Regions from separate parts of the Mus musculus genome. Here region 2 is linked to region 1. The links are chromatin contacts, called in public promoter capture Hi-C maps. All regions are on one chromosome and are shown on one strand. The core of a region is the stretch at or near the end of the contact, and the rest is flanking DNA. Distances in the headings are between cores, read along the strand shown.

What was found. Capture Hi-C pulls out chosen DNA fragments and counts their contacts.
Region 2: a contact with region 1 is called in a promoter capture Hi-C map of adipose tissue. The contact joins two enhancer-like sites. A contact is called at or near these places in 1 of 484 Hi-C or Micro-C datasets (nephron progenitors) and 3 of 9 other capture datasets (adipose tissue, liver and pancreatic islet).

What each region holds. Positions count from the first base shown.
Region 1 is chr4:116,765,880-116,768,579 of GRCm38.p6, forward strand. The region is part of intron 3 of Tesk2 (testis-specific kinase 2); the gene reads left to right. Among named protein-coding and RNA genes, the nearest start is that of Toe1, 40 kb to the right of the region's middle. Within about 2 kb of position 1,277, at least 17 of the 459 cell types and tissues checked have an H3K27ac peak or open chromatin away from gene starts, as enhancers often do. A contact at or near this core is called in adipose tissue, where this site is marked.
Region 2 is chr4:117,047,665-117,050,364 of GRCm38.p6, forward strand. All of the region lies in intron 4 of Eif2b3 (eukaryotic translation initiation factor 2B, subunit 3), which reads left to right. Among named protein-coding and RNA genes, the nearest start is that of Eif2b3, 30 kb to the left of the region's middle. Within about 2 kb of position 1,412, at least 30 of the 459 cell types and tissues checked have an H3K27ac peak or open chromatin away from gene starts, as enhancers often do. A contact at or near this core is called in adipose tissue, where this site is marked.

The sequences.
Region 1 (2,700 bases), core at 27-2,526:
GTGCATATGTGTGTGTACCAAGTGAATGTCTGGTTCCCACAGAGGTCACAAGAAGGTATTAGACCTCTTGGAACTGGGAGTTACAGATGGTTGTAAGCCACCATGTGGGTGCCAGGAACCAAAGGAACCAGTGCTCGTAATTTTTTAAAGTTTAAAAAAATTTTTTATTTTATGTATATGAGTGTTTTGCCTGCTTATATGTAAATGTGCTACATGTATGCAGTGTCCATAGAGGTCAGAAAAGGATGTTGGGTTCCTAATAACTGGAATATAGATAATTGTGGTTCTGAGAACTGGTCTTCTAGACGAGCAGTTATTGGTCTTAACCACTGAGCCATCCATCACTCCAGCCCCAATAAGAAGTCTTTAAAAGAATTAAGGCGGAGAGCGATGGGAGGAGACCTGATGTTGACCTCTGATCTCTTACTGTGCACACATAGAATACTGTATCTGTACTCGCGCACACACACACACACACACACACACACACACACACCAGCACATTTGGAATAGTGTACCTATGTACACACACAAAAACACACATACACACCAAAAATAAATAAATAAAAATAAAACAAGATCCCAATTTTCTTCTTGATATGAATCAGTATATAATATAAAACTGAAAATAACAAATTTGAGCCCTCACTAGCTTTTAAGCACTTGCCTAAGAACGCACTTCCAAGGCCTGGAATGGTGGTGCATTCCTTTAACCTCCAGCACTTGGGAGGCAGAGGCAGGCGGATTTCTGAGTTTAAGTCCAGCCTGGTCTACATAGTAAGTTCCAGGACAGCCAAGGCTGCACAGAAAAACCCTGTCTTGAAAGAAAGAAAGAGAGAGAAAGAGAAAGAGAGAGAGAAAAAAAGGAAGAAAGGAAGGAAGAAAGGAAAGAAAAGGGAAAAAAGAAAGAAAAGAAAAGAGCACAGCTTCATTCTGAGTCACTTAAGTAAATGCTGGCTCTCATGATTGAGGAGGGAGTGGGCAATCATTCAGAAGCTAGGTGCAGTAGCACAGGAGGAGCACGTGTTCAAGGCCACCCACACATACATTGTAAATTCAAGCCCATCCACCCTGTGCTACAGAAAACAACACAACAGCAGACGCACAAAACAAAATAAACTAAAACAAAGAAAGGGAGGAAGAGAGGCTCAGAATGAATCAGGAAGAGTGTGGTTTTATTTAAGTGCCTCCTGTTTTGAGACTGGGTTTCACTGTGTAGCCCACACTGACCTTGGACTTACAGTCCTGCTGCTGCAGCCAAAGTGCTGGAACTGCAAGTTCATGCCACCATATCTAGATGGCTTTTCAGGTTTTAATGTGGAAATGAACTTGTGCATAGAGCAGGCTGGCCTTAGAGTTCGATGACTCAAAGCCTTTACGTTTTGTAGGCTGGTACTATAAAGATACACCACCACACACAATTTATGTTTATGCTAGGCAAGACCTCTACCCATCAAACTATGCTCCCAGCCCAATGACACCACTTTGAGTGTATCAGTGCTAGTCGGCTGTGTAAGGAATGAGGTCAGGTAGAAAAGCAATGCTCCTAATTGTGATATAATGATGCCAAAGCAGGGTGGGAAAGAAAGCAGGTAGAAGACTGTCATATGATGTCTGTGCCTGTGGTTGTGTTCTGTGAGTGATAGGATGTTATTGCCTGACTTCTTTATAAATACTAATTAAATAAATCAAATACATCTTGGCTTCCCAGCCTAGTGCCTGCCTGGAAATATTCCTCCTTTCTTTTCTTTATGCCTTTGGAGACAAGGTCTCAGTACATAGTGGCAGTAAAATGCTGTTTTATAATCAAGCTCACTGATTGGGTGGTTATGACCTCTCACTCAGTAACTGCTTACACAGAACACTGTGTGTGACCCACACTGTCCATGGGAGCGTAGGAGCTAGGAGCTGGACTCTTTTAAAGAGGTATTTATTAGTAGTATTAATACTGTGTATGGAAGCCAGAGGACAGCTTTGTGGATTTGGCTCTCTCCTCCCTTTGTGTGGGTTCCAAGGATGGCACTCAGGTCATCAGGCCTCGAAGTAGGCTGTTTACCTGTTGTCATCGCCCAAGCTCAAGATCTGCACTTCTTTTTATTTTTTAATTAAAAAAAAAAAGTTTTCAATGTTTTTTTTGTTTGTTTGTTTGGTTGGTTGGTTTGTTTTGTTTTCGAGACAGGGTTTCTCTGTGTAGCCGAACTCAGAAATCCACCTGTCTCTGCCTACCAAATGCTGGGATTAAAGGTGTGCACCACCACCACCCGGCTTCAATGCTTATTTTTATTTTATGTGCATTGCTGTTTTGCTTGCATATACATCTGTTATGAGGATGTCGGATCCCCTGGAACTGGAATTAAAGACTGGTGTAAGCTGCCGTGTGGGTGCTGGAATTTGAGCCCTGGGTCCTCTGGAAGAACAGCTAGTGCTCTTAAGCACTGAGCCACCTCTCCAGCCAGCCCTGCTTTTAATGTTTTTAAACATTTATTTATTTACTTGCTCTGTGTGTGTGTGATAAGGAGATCAGAGGATAACCTGCAGGAGTCTGTTCTTTTTTTCCACAGTATTGGTCTTGGAGATAGAACTCAAGTTGTTCAGCCTAGTGGCAGACGCTTTTACCTGCTGGGGTGCCACACCAGTTCACACTGTACTCTCTTAATATTCCAAGTGGGGGAATCAGTTATGCCATAGAATAACTATACT
Region 2 (2,700 bases), core at 162-2,661, 280 kb after region 1:
AATATCAGATCTGCCATTGTCTATAGATTCAAAGCCCAGGTGCTCTCTCTCTCCATTGCACCATAGGAGCCTTCATCTACCATCTTCTCTAATGGCCTGTTCAGGCTTTCAGGTGCCTGGTTCTAATATTCTGGAAGAGGCTGTGGTGTTGCTGTGACCACAGCTATCATTCTTAACTCAGAGGCCACCATCCATCCCAGGACTGAGAAAGATATCTGGGTGCTCAGCTTCGAGAGCTGGGCTTCTCCTTGATTTAGTTCATCATCCAGGAGCCTGACCGTGACTTGTTTGCAAACAGCAGGTTCTGTGAGAGTGGAAACAGAAGCTACAAATGTCTCTGCAGCATTAGTGTCAGCTATCCTCCTTTAGTCAGAGCTAGTTACTGCCTTGCAGTAGTGGCTCATGCCTTTAATCTTAGCATTTGAGAGGCAGAGTCAAGGGGATCACTTGAGTTCCAGGCCAGCCTGGTCTAGAGAGAGTTCCAGGACAACCAGGGTTACACAAAGAAACCCTGTCTTAAACAGTCTGCCATGGCTGTCCTGGAACTCACTCTGTAGACCAGGCTGGCCTCAAACTCACAGTGGTCCACCTGCCTTAGCCTCCCAAGTGCCGGGATCAAAGGTGTGCACCACCAGCACCTGGCTAGTCTGGTTTTTAAGTAGGGTTTTCTGTTGTTTTGTTGTTGTTGTTTTTCGAGACAGGGTTTCTCTGTGTAGCTGGCCTCAAACTCAGAAATCCGCCTGCCTCTGCCTCCCAACTGCTGGGATTAAAGGTGTGTGTCACCACTGTCCTGCTTGAGTTTTCTGTTGTTTGGGACAGGGTTAGTGTGTTTTGCTGGCTGCCCTGGAACTCACTGTGTAGGTAGGGCTGGCCTTGAAGTTGCTGTAGCCCCCTACCCTGTCTCCATACAGACATTATTACTTGTCTGTGCCATTGCTCCTACTCGTATAATTTTGATTTGTTTTTAATTTGTATAGCTTGTTTGTGTCTGTATAATGAGTAAATATTTATCCTATCGTCTGGTTTTGGCATCAGGATCATGCTAACTTCATAAAATGGGTTAGAATTTTGAACGCCCAAGTGTAACACTTTTTATGGAGTAGGAGTACAGTTTTACTCTTGGAATGAATAAAAACTGTAGAAAAGATAGAAACGTCAATCAGAGAAGTAAAAATCAAGTAGGAATATTTGAATGTGACATAATTTTTGAGAAATCAAAGTTCACAGTCTTATTTGTTTTCTCGGCCTTGTTTGTGCAGTCTTGCTTCATGGGTAGACATTCTGGTTACCCGTTCTGCTCCCAAGTGGAATTCACTTCGATAAAGCAAGACAGAAAAGAAGCCTCTCCAAGAGCCTGTAATCTTTAGTCAGAGTTTCCAGTTACTGTGGCAACAATAAAGAAACAATACAGGGAGGAAGGCCATGTAGCAACAGAGCCAAAAATTGCCTGGCTGGAAATTATTGCTCTCAGGACATTCAAGTGATTCAAGGTTTTTGTGAGCCTAAGAACTGATATGTTAAACACTCCAAGTTAGATCCAGAACTCTATTAAGTTGATAGCTCATAATTAGACAGTCACAAACTTTTCTACAGTCTCAAATTGTCATGTAATGGATGAATTAATATATTTCAGAGCTGTGTGTGTGCCATTTGGAGTTCTCTTCAGAATTTAGCTTCAAATTGACCATATTTGCTTTTCCTATGGATTTCACTAATTTTGATTTTTGGAAAGAACTGTATAATTTTTCCCTCGTTCAGATTCAAACACTGCATATGATGAAATGGCCAGCTACCATGTGATTGATGGTCTCAAGTGCTTCAACCACCAGAGCTAAATGTTACACAACTAACACTTTTTTGTAGATAAACAAACAGCTACAGCTAACAGTGAAGCATACCAGGTATGGTAGTATGCAGCTGTAATCCCATCTCTCCAGAGGCTGAGACAGGACAGTCATGAGTTCAAGTCCAGCCTCGGTTATATATTGAGTTATGTATGTGTATGTCAGTTACTTGCACACATGTACTTGTGTAAAGGCCAGAAGTTAACATCATGTGTCTTCCCCTGCCCATCCCCCCTTTAAGGCATGGTCCTCACTGTACCTGAACCTGCTATTTCTGCTAGACTGGGATCTCTTTGTCTTTGCCTCCACACCCAGTGCAGGAGGTAGAGACACACATGCTACCTTCCCCAGTTTTTATGTGGATACTGAGGATTGATCCAAACTCAAGTCCTCGTGCTTGCATAAAAGCACTTGATCCATTGAGCATAAGAGTAAGAATTTGTTTTATTTTTTTTTCAAGAGATTTTTTTTTTAATATGAGTACACTGCAGCTGTCTTCAGACACACCAGACGAGGGCATCGGATTCCATTACAGATGGTTGTGAGCCACCATCTCAGGACCTCTGGAAGAGCAGTCCCTTAACCGCTGAGCCATCTCTCCAGCCCTTCATTTTTTTTTTTAAAGATTGATTGATTGATTGATTGATTGATTACATGTAAGTACACTGTAGCTGTCTTCAGACACTCCAGAAGAGGGAGTCAGATCTCATTACGGGTGGTTGTGAACCACCATGTGGTTGCTGGGATTTGAACTTCGGACCTTCGGAAAAGCAGTCAGGTGCTCTTACCCACTGAGCCATCTCACCAGCCCTAGCCCTTCATTTTTTAACTTAAATTTTTGTTTGTTTGGGGTGTT